Linked DNA regions of Sus scrofa: regions 2 and 3 are each linked to region 1. Evidence: chromatin contacts called from public Hi-C and HiChIP or PLAC-seq data. All regions are on one chromosome and are shown on one strand. Each heading gives the region's core, a stretch centred on a gene start, on an enhancer-like site or on the middle of the called end of the contact. The rest is flanking DNA. Distances are from core to core; before and after follow the strand shown. Region 1 holds the start of USP37 (ubiquitin carboxyl-terminal hydrolase 37). Region 2 holds the start of TMBIM1 (protein lifeguard 3). Region 3 holds the start of RNF25 (E3 ubiquitin-protein ligase RNF25).

The links. A called contact is a pair of places that touch in the nucleus more often than the background predicts. HiChIP or PLAC-seq counts read pairs in DNA pulled down with a chosen protein or histone mark.
Region 2: a Hi-C map of subcutaneous adipose tissue shows a contact between it and region 1, with 4 times the contacts expected there. The contact joins the promoter of TMBIM1 here to the promoter of USP37 in region 1. A contact is called at or near these places in 1 of 5 promoter capture datasets (fetal liver), 1 of 47 Hi-C or Micro-C datasets (subcutaneous adipose tissue) and 1 of 2 datasets of contacts at active chromatin or transcription factors (alveolar macrophages).
Region 3: a contact with region 1 is called in an H3K27ac HiChIP or PLAC-seq map of alveolar macrophages. The contact joins the promoter of RNF25 here to the promoter of USP37 in region 1. A contact is called at or near these places in 1 of 5 promoter capture datasets (liver), 3 of 47 Hi-C or Micro-C datasets (blood, heart right ventricle and skeletal muscle) and 2 of 2 datasets of contacts at active chromatin or transcription factors (alveolar macrophages and skeletal muscle).

What each region holds. Positions count from the first base shown.
Region 1 is chr15:120,588,881-120,591,707 of Sscrofa11.1, forward strand. It overlaps USP37 (ubiquitin carboxyl-terminal hydrolase 37), which reads right to left and starts at 1,350. Exons shown (of 24, transcript XM_003133658.6): 1 at 1,093-1,350. It overlaps CNOT9 (cell differentiation protein RCD1 homolog), which reads left to right and starts at 1,474. Exons shown (of 9, transcript XM_001925220.5): 1 at 1,474-1,896. The coding sequence starts at 1,873.
Region 2 is chr15:120,363,662-120,366,488 of Sscrofa11.1, forward strand. It overlaps TMBIM1 (protein lifeguard 3), which reads right to left and starts at 1,394. Exons shown (of 12, transcript XM_021076202.1): 1 at 1,274-1,394. All of the region lies in intron 2 of PNKD (probable hydrolase PNKD), which reads left to right.
Region 3 is chr15:120,718,312-120,721,138 of Sscrofa11.1, forward strand. RNF25 (E3 ubiquitin-protein ligase RNF25) reads right to left here and starts at 1,462. Exons shown (of 10, transcript XM_021076485.1): 1 at 952-1,462. The coding sequence starts at 992. STK36 (serine/threonine-protein kinase 36) reads left to right here and starts at 1,324. Exons shown (of 28, transcript XM_021076483.1): 1 at 1,324-1,462; 2 at 1,824-2,001. The coding sequence starts at 1,918.

The sequences.
Region 1 (2,827 bases), core at 100-2,599:
CCACAGCTCATAGCAATGCTGGATTCTTAACCCACTGAGTGAGGCCAGGGATGGAACCTGAGTCCTCATGGTTACTAGTCTGGGGTTCGTTACCGCTGAGCCACTATAGGAACTCCCGGAATTCAACACTACTGATAACTTCTTTCACCTTTTCTACAAAACTTGTACTCCTCTATCCAGCTACGAAATGCCAAGAATTCCTCAGTGCCCCATCCGAGGTCCCCTTCCTTTCTAGCACTGTACTCTTTTTAGGCAATTTCATCCACAACCAGAGCTTCAATTACTTTCAACATAACAGATATATACATATAGATATAGATATATATACATGCACGCACAGACCTGTATATAGTTATATACACACACATCTGCCTATATATCCACTCAGAACTCTATTCTGAGCGCAAACCCAGTATAATCAACTGCCTACTTGACATCCTCTGATAGCTTTTCCAGTTAGACATGTCGGATAGTGCCTCCACAAAATAGGCATTTACACAGAAACTACATTTTGAAAGGATTATAAAATTACTCCAGGCCAACTCTCCAGAAAGAGGATTTTGTCATCAATTATCTTTTCGTGTCATGACCTACAACGGGTAAACCTGACAATCTGATCCGATGGCTAAAGATGGGGAACAACCAACCAAAACCACGACAAAAATACAATTCATGCTTTTTAGTTAAGAGATGGTTAAGGGAGAGAAGATGAAGAATGGTCAATAGAATGAAACAGTATCATGTCCCAAGGCCTGATGGACGTGCGGCAACGGAAGTCACCTTAAGTGATAGCAGGCCTCGCTAAGGGGGGCGCAGCGGAGGACAGCCCCCAGCAAAAAGGAGCCAGGTTTGAGTTGCGGGGGGGAGCGAGTGACAGTAAAAGACCAGGTCAAAGGAGGGGGAAAGCCTGGGGGAAGACCCAAGTAGAGTACCTGTGAGGCCAGAGGGGGCGTCGCGGGGATGGGGGCGGGCTGAGCAGCAGCCGGACGAACTCCAGAGGAGTGAACGCCGAGTGGGCGGACCGCAAGGGGCGGGGGGTGGGGGGGCCAGGGTAAAACGGCTCTGTGGAGACGCTCGCCGGGCCCGCCTTACCTGTGCCCGCGAGTCCGGAGCGCCGGACAGGCCTGCCGGAAGCACGGAGTCCAAGCGGAGGGGGAGGAGCTGGGGGTAAGGAAGGAAGGGACACCAAACACGAAAGAGAGGGGCCGCTCACTCCCCCAGTCAGGGAGAGCGGCTGATGGCGGGAACTGTGACCACACGCAAACACGCACGCACGCACGCACACTCGACGCGACCAGACGAGGTGCGTGCGCGAAAGCCTGGAAACTCCGCCCCTCCTACGCCCTCGCCCCGCCCCAGCACCGAGGGAAATCTCGCAGAGGTAGCCCCGCCCCTGTACTGATCGTAGTACGCACGCGCACTATCCATCTCACGCACTTTGCACCGCCCACCATTTCCCTCCGCGTCAGCCCTGTTGGGCATGCGCACTACTTGTCCCCTCCAGACTGCCGGGTTTTTCCCGCCCTTTACTGGCCTCTGGAGGAGGCTCAGAGTTCACGCCCCTCTATGGGGATACCTGCTCCGAGCCGGGGAATGCGAGGACTAGTAGGTGGCAGACGTCCTTCTGGTCCTGAATCTTAAGGGACAAAGGATAAACTCTAGGACTGTTAACTCTTTGGAGAGCTGAGAGGCGGGAAGAGGTAGTGTGGGAGGGGTCAGAGGTGAAAGGTCAGAGGGCTGCGAAGGGGGCGGAGCGAGCCGGAGGCGGATGGCGGCTGCGGCGGCTCATCATCTTTGGCGGCAGAGGCGCTGAAGCTGGGACGCGAGTCCGGCGCGTCCGGCAGTTGGAGGAGAGCGGCGGCCGCTCCCAACATGCACAGTCTGGCGACGGCTGCGGTAAGTGCCCGGGCCGCCAGGCCTGGGGCCCAGAAGCCTTCCTTAACCCCGCGTTTCGGCCTTCTTTTCCAGCTCCCTGTCTCGGTCCGGGAGTCCTGCTCCTCCTGCCCTCAACCCGCGAGGCCCGGGCCTCCCTCCTCGCCGCGCTTGGCTGTGGCGGAGCAGGCCCCCGCTTTCCTCGCCGGCCGGCTCTCGCGGCCTCTGGCGTGCCGCGTAGTGCGTTCTTTTCAGGCCCCGGGGCCTGGTCCCGCGGCCAGAGCGCCTCCTTCGCAGCCCCGACCCGCCATTCATTGATTCATTTGCTTGACCAACAGTTTCAGGGCGTCAGTTGCGTGCTTGGCGTCGGCGGAGCGAGGGGAGTTCCGCAGTTTGTCTGACATGACCCATGCTGTCGAAACTCCCAGCCTAGGCACATCGCGGCGGGGAGGAAATGGCTTTTAGCTCATGCCACTTGCTTTACAGATGCAAAATCCGAGACCCGGAGAAGTGAACAGTTACTACGTTTGACTTTCGATTCTCTGAGATTACAACCTTTTTTCACATCTCGTTTTACCAGCGTGATCTTTCACCAAGAAAAACAGTGTAAATCAACCTGCCTGAAGTAATCCTATGGCTTCCCATTGCATTGAGATAATATCCAGACTCCTTGCCTCGGCCTACAAGGTCCTCCCTGAACGTTATGTTCCTGACCCTCGTTTTCAGTCTCTTGTCACTGCTCCGCAGGCTCCAGCTACACTGGCCTCAGTTCCATCTTTTCTCCCTATGCTTTTACACTCCAGCTTGCACCTTCTGATCTCTATTCCTAGAATGCTCTCTCTCTCACACACACACATACTCACACACAGACACTCCCCCACCTCCTTCCTTTGCTATAGATGTCGGCTTCTCTTCCTCAGGTCTCTATCTCAGTCTCCTTGCCTGACCACCCTAT
Region 2 (2,827 bases), core at 144-2,643, 230 kb before region 1:
TCAGGATATGAGGTTCTCTCCAGACTTAAGGTGCACCCCTGTCATTACCTCTCTGACGTGCTGTTTTTACAGGTGAGGCCCTGAGGTCATAGCACAAGAAGGCAGGAAGTCAGGGCCCTTGACCCTGTGTGGTCCCACTACTTCTTTCTAAGTTATAAACCGGGTCTCTGGGTCCTCATGGTTGGAGAGACCAAGAGAGCAGGCAGGTGAGGAGGAAGTATGGCTGCCCCCTTGCCTCAGACATATTAGCCTCAAGGAAGGGCCTGGCTCTCCTGCCACCACTGGCCAAGCCAAAGGCGCCAGCACTGAAACCAAAGCTCACCAGTGAGATGAATATTTCAGAGCCCCGAGAACTGGACACCCCAGGGACCTTCCATGACATCTGGCTCTGACCCTGGTTCCCAGGCTACCCATCCCTCCCCATCCCATGTCCAGGTTTCTCAGGAGGAACTCCAATCCCTGGATACCACACAGAGGCCACCCTGGCCGGAGAGGGGATGGTGCCCCAGAGAACAGAAGCTGGTGCAGAACCCACAAGATTGGGGCCCAGCTTCCCAGCAGCCCTCCTCTACTTTTCCTGCCACTGTCCCCTGGCTCCACCGTTTTCCCCTCTCTTTTCCTGTTTGTTTTGCTCCAACCCAAAGAGGCCACGAGGAAGATAGTACTTTGTGAACCCAGCTTGGGGGCGGAGGTTAGAAGTGGGCCGGCTGAGGCAAAGTCGTCCTGACAGAGGTGGCGTCTTCCTCACGCCAAGGATGTGGGCTGCTCACGGCTTTCACTTCCACCCGGTTCCCCACGCACTCAAATACTCGGTCACCAGTGGACACCACAGCTGGCACCGGGGGCGGGCAGAGCCAAGCAGAGGCCGGGGCAGGGGCCCTGGGCGGCCTCCCCTCCCCCTCTCACCAGCCCAGGGCCCAGAGAGCCTTTATCCCGCGCACAGCTGGCCACCCTGGGGCTGGCGCGGTGGCCACGCCCTGCGATAGACACGCGCCAAGAAGCGGGGGACAGGACACCCTCAGACCCCGGCCACGATCACCTGTGCGCACAACCCGCAGCTCGGCTCCCCAAGCTAAGCAGGCGTCACTCGCCCGCCCGGGACGCACAGGGAAATCGAAACGCCAAAGGTGAGGGCGACAGAGCCCCACTCCCGCCCTCCACGCACTCCGAGAAAGTTTGGGGCCCCGTCCCAGGGCCGCCTCAGCCCCGGCCCGCTCCCCGCCGGCCCGCGGTGCCCCATTCCCGCCGGTCCCGAGCCCCCTGGCTTGCCTACCGCTCTCGACTGTGCGTTCCCGACCTCCCGGCGTCGCGAGTCCGGCACCACCCGCGCAGGCCTGGGCTGGGCTGGGTCTCCGCGCCCCGCCCCGACGCGCCGGCCCCTGGGGCGTGGCCTCGGGGTGCCGCCAGGGGGCGCTGGGGTCCGCCCCGGGTCCCGCCTGCGTCCTCCCGGGTCGTGCTCCTCCCCGCAAGAACTTTAGAGGTTTCGCATTTTAAGGCAGCATATGATCCTTGTTGGAAATTCAAAACACAAAAATGCATTTTCTTAAAGTATAGTTGATTTTGTTCCACTCCTCCTGAATGCCAGCGGCAAGCGCTTGCATTTTAGTGTTTCTTTGCTTATATAGCTCTGTGTATCACTTGTTTTTCTGGAGTGGGGTCCTATTGCACAATCTTTGTTGCTTATCTTTTATTTCACATTTTATCATGAACATTTTTCTTGTCACTAAGTATTCTTCAGAAGCATAGTTTTAACGCCTCAAAGTATTCTATCACATAGTTATGCCCATTTATAAAATCGGTTTCCTACTTTTAAGGACATTTAAGTTGTTTCCCATTTTCTCATTATTAGACATAAATCATGATGAACATTGTTGACAATTTCATGTTTTTAAGCCAAATGTGCTTTTCAAGTATAAAAACTTCAAATGTCCAAATGTAGAGATGGACGGAACTTAGATTCTCTGGCCCTGGGAACCATGGCATTGCCTGCCTGAAGTTTCTTCAACCAGGAAAGCAGGTGATTTAGGGTCAGAAATCCTGGGATGTGGATAACTTCTCTCAGTGCACAACGTTGGGTTGGGAGCTTTCTCCACCCTCCCAGCCACTAATGGCAGGATGTACTTGGTCGTTCCATGTTGCCGATAAGGAAGTAAGTTCTGGGAAGTTTTGAAACATTGCCGAGTTTACATAGTTCCAAAGTCCATGTTTTTTTTCCATTACGCCAAGGCTTCCAGTAGATGAACAGCTTTATTTAAGGTGCTTTTCTCAGGCTGGTAGCTACAGATCACACTGTCACTAAATGTCATTCACAGCCTGTTGACACTTTTTCTTTTTGAATGGCAGTCGGTGGTGACCTGACAAAACATAGCTAGACAACCAGGACCACCTGAGCATTTCCTGATTCCAAACCCATCAGTAAGCACTTTTCCTTTCTTTCTTTCTCTTTTTCTTTTTTCTTCTTTTTTTTTTTTTTTTTTTTTTGTCTTTTGCCTTTTTAGGGCTGCTCCTGCAGCATATGGAGGTTCCCAGTCTAGGGGTCTAATTGAAGCCAGATCTGAGCTGTTGTCTGTGACCTACACCACAGCTAATGGCAACACGGGATCCTTAACCCACTGAGTGAAGCCAGGGATCAAACCCACAACCTCATGGTTCCTAGTCAGATTCCTTTCCGCTGCACCACGATGGGAACTCCAATAAGCACTTTTCTTTACATTATTATATCCAGGGGCCAGTCCAGTTCTTTTCCAGACCAAGACAAGAAGGAGGAGCCTGTGCACTTATCTGGAAGCTCTGACATTAGTGGACCTTATAGCAGGCTCACTCTCCC
Region 3 (2,827 bases), core at 212-2,711, 130 kb after region 1:
GTGACTGGGCCCTGGATGTGTGATACAGGATGGGATGGTGACCAAAAAGGGGGTGGGGGGAAACACAGAATGTCCTAGGACTTCAAACATAAGGTTTGGAGTCAGAAAACCTGGATTCCTAGTCATAACTATGTACCTTGTGGTGAATCATTTTCCCTCTTCGGGCTTCATCTAGTCTCCTCAGGTGCCTACACCTCAGAGTTATTAATGAAAAGAAGGCTTATGTATGTTACAAATCCATCCTGACCCTCTCAACTATTCTATGAGGTAGATGCCACACCCACTTTTCTTTACAGCTGAAGACACTGACTCACAGAAGCTAGGTGGCCTGGTCAGCATCACGCAGCTAATAAATCTTGAAGCGAACCTATATTTATCTATTTCCGAATCCCAGAATGCTTCCAGGTTCTGGTCCCTTGTTAAGAATGCTTGAGAGAAGGACTAAGAGAGCTTCTTGTGAGGTGTAAAGCTTTATACAGACAAGAGTCCTCATTAGTGCTGTCGAGGAGGGAGAAGGCTGAGGAAAGCCTTAGAGAAAACAGGCTGATCCAGGGGAAAGGGGGATGGGAACTGGAGGACATCGGTTCCGGGAAGTAAAAATGATGGGGCTGGGGGGAGAGAGCTGAGAAACAGGTATCCCCAGGGACCCCGAGCACTTCAGAAGGAGAGAATGGGACGGGGTGAAGCCGGAGGACAGGGCATCGAAGCAGATAAGGCGCGGCCTGAACTGGCCAGGGCGGTGCTGATGAGGTCTTCTTCGGGTCAGATCGACGCCCCTCCACCCACCGGCTCCCCAGTCCAGAACTCTCTTAGCAAGAGTTGTCAGCATCTCTGCCATCCCGCATCCCTCGCTCCGCCCCACACGCCAGCCATACGGATCATCCGCGGCCGCAGCTAGCCCCCCCGGACCGGATCCAGGCGGTCAGCCAAAGCCCATGCCCCCAAAGTTACCAGTCCTCCTCCCCTGCAGTTGCCGACGCAGACGCCGCCATGTCTTCTGCGGCTCGCAGCCGGAACCGGAAATACCCTCGGGGGCAGCAGGAGGCGGAAAGTATAAGTGGGGGCGGGAGGGAGGGTGGCTAGCGGCCGTTTCTAGGCAACCGCAGACTCCAGGTCCTTAGAAGGTCCTGATGGCCGAGGGACGGTTCGGAGGTGCCCTAGTAAGGGCCTGTGGGCAGCCCACCGTCTCTCCCTCACCCCTAACGTCTTTCTCCTCCGCACCTCTGACCGGTTCTAGCGAGTAAAATCGGTAATAATAGGAGCCTAAAGAGATCGGTGGTGGGGGTGGGGAAGAATACTAAGTCAGGCAAAGTACGCAGGCAGCCAGAAAGGGCGGGGCTGAAGGCCAGCGCCGGTGTCCCTCGGCCTGAGGAGCTTGAAGCTCCTAGGCTGGGGGTGAGAGGGGCTTCTGCGAAGCGCGCGGGCACGACGTGTGCCGAGGGGTGCTGAGGTGGTTGGCAGGGTCAGGAACTTTGGGTGGCTGGAAGGGGCGGGGTCGGTGGGCGAGGCTGGGTGGAGGGGCGGGGTTGGTGGGCGAGGCTGGGTAGAGAGGGCGGGGTCGAGGGGAGTGTCTGGGTGAAGGGGGCGGTGGTCTGGTGGGCGAGGCTGGGTGGAGGGGGAAGGGGGGGCCCAGGGTCGGGTGGGAACGAGGTTGGGGTGGGGGACCGGAGGAGACAAGGAGGGAGAACTGCAGGAGGCGCTCTGCTCCAAGATCTCATTTTTCCGTCCCCTCCACCTTTTCTTGTTTATGAGGCCTGGATTGTTGTGAAAAAGAGGAAAAGGCAAGGCAGCTAACTTTAACCTTTCTTCCCTGCCCGAACCAGGCCTCCCAGATGTGTGGAGCTGTCCCTGGAGCAGTAGCCCTTCATCACCATCTCTACTTCCTTCCTTCTGAGGGATCCTGAACGCTCTGTTGTCATGGAAAAGTACCACGTGTTGGAGATGATTGGAGAAGGCTCTTTTGGGAGGGTGTACAAGGGTCGAAGAAAATACAGTGCTCAGGTGGTGAACAAAGACGATATCTCTTGGGTGGGATTCCATACCCTCATCTCCAGTGGAGAATGCAGCCAACATATCGACGTGTTTCCCTAAGGCACTGACTCCTTACTTCTTACAGAGTTTGAGCTCTGAAACGGGATTATTTGGGTTCAGATGGGTTCAGATCCTAGCTCCACCGACTTTGCAGCCTTAGAACTATAGCCAAGTTACTCAACCTGTCTGTGTGTTTCCTTATCTATAGATTGAAAATAAGAACAGCGTCAGATTGATGGGGCTTGAGGATTGTGTGCTGTCATACTGGATCAGTACAGTGCCTGGCACCTAGTAAACAACAAATTCTTACTATTATTATTGTTATTATTTTTGCTTTTTAGGGCCACACGCACAGCATTTGAAGGTTCCCAGGCCAGGGGTCTAATTGGAGCTACAGCTGCCAGCCTACACCACAGCTATAGCAGTGCAGGATCCAAGCTGCGTCTGCGACGTACACCACAACTCACTGAGCGAGTCCAGGGATCAAACCTGCAACCTCGTGGATCCTAGTTGGATTCGTTTCTGCTGTGCCACGATGGGAACTCTGTAAACAACAAATTATTAACAATTATTCTTCTCTATTGTGCCATGTAGGAAGAGATAACTGCCTGAACTCTATTCTTCCCTTTTCATTTTTCCTTCCTTCTCTTTACCCTAAATCCCTTAGATCTTGAGTTCTTTATCCAGATAGAAACACCTCTCCCAGAATCCACCAAAGGGATCTTTCTGGCAGAGGCTGTTTCCTCCTAGGGCAAGAAGCAGGGGAAGCCTGGTAAGGCCACACAGTACCACAGGG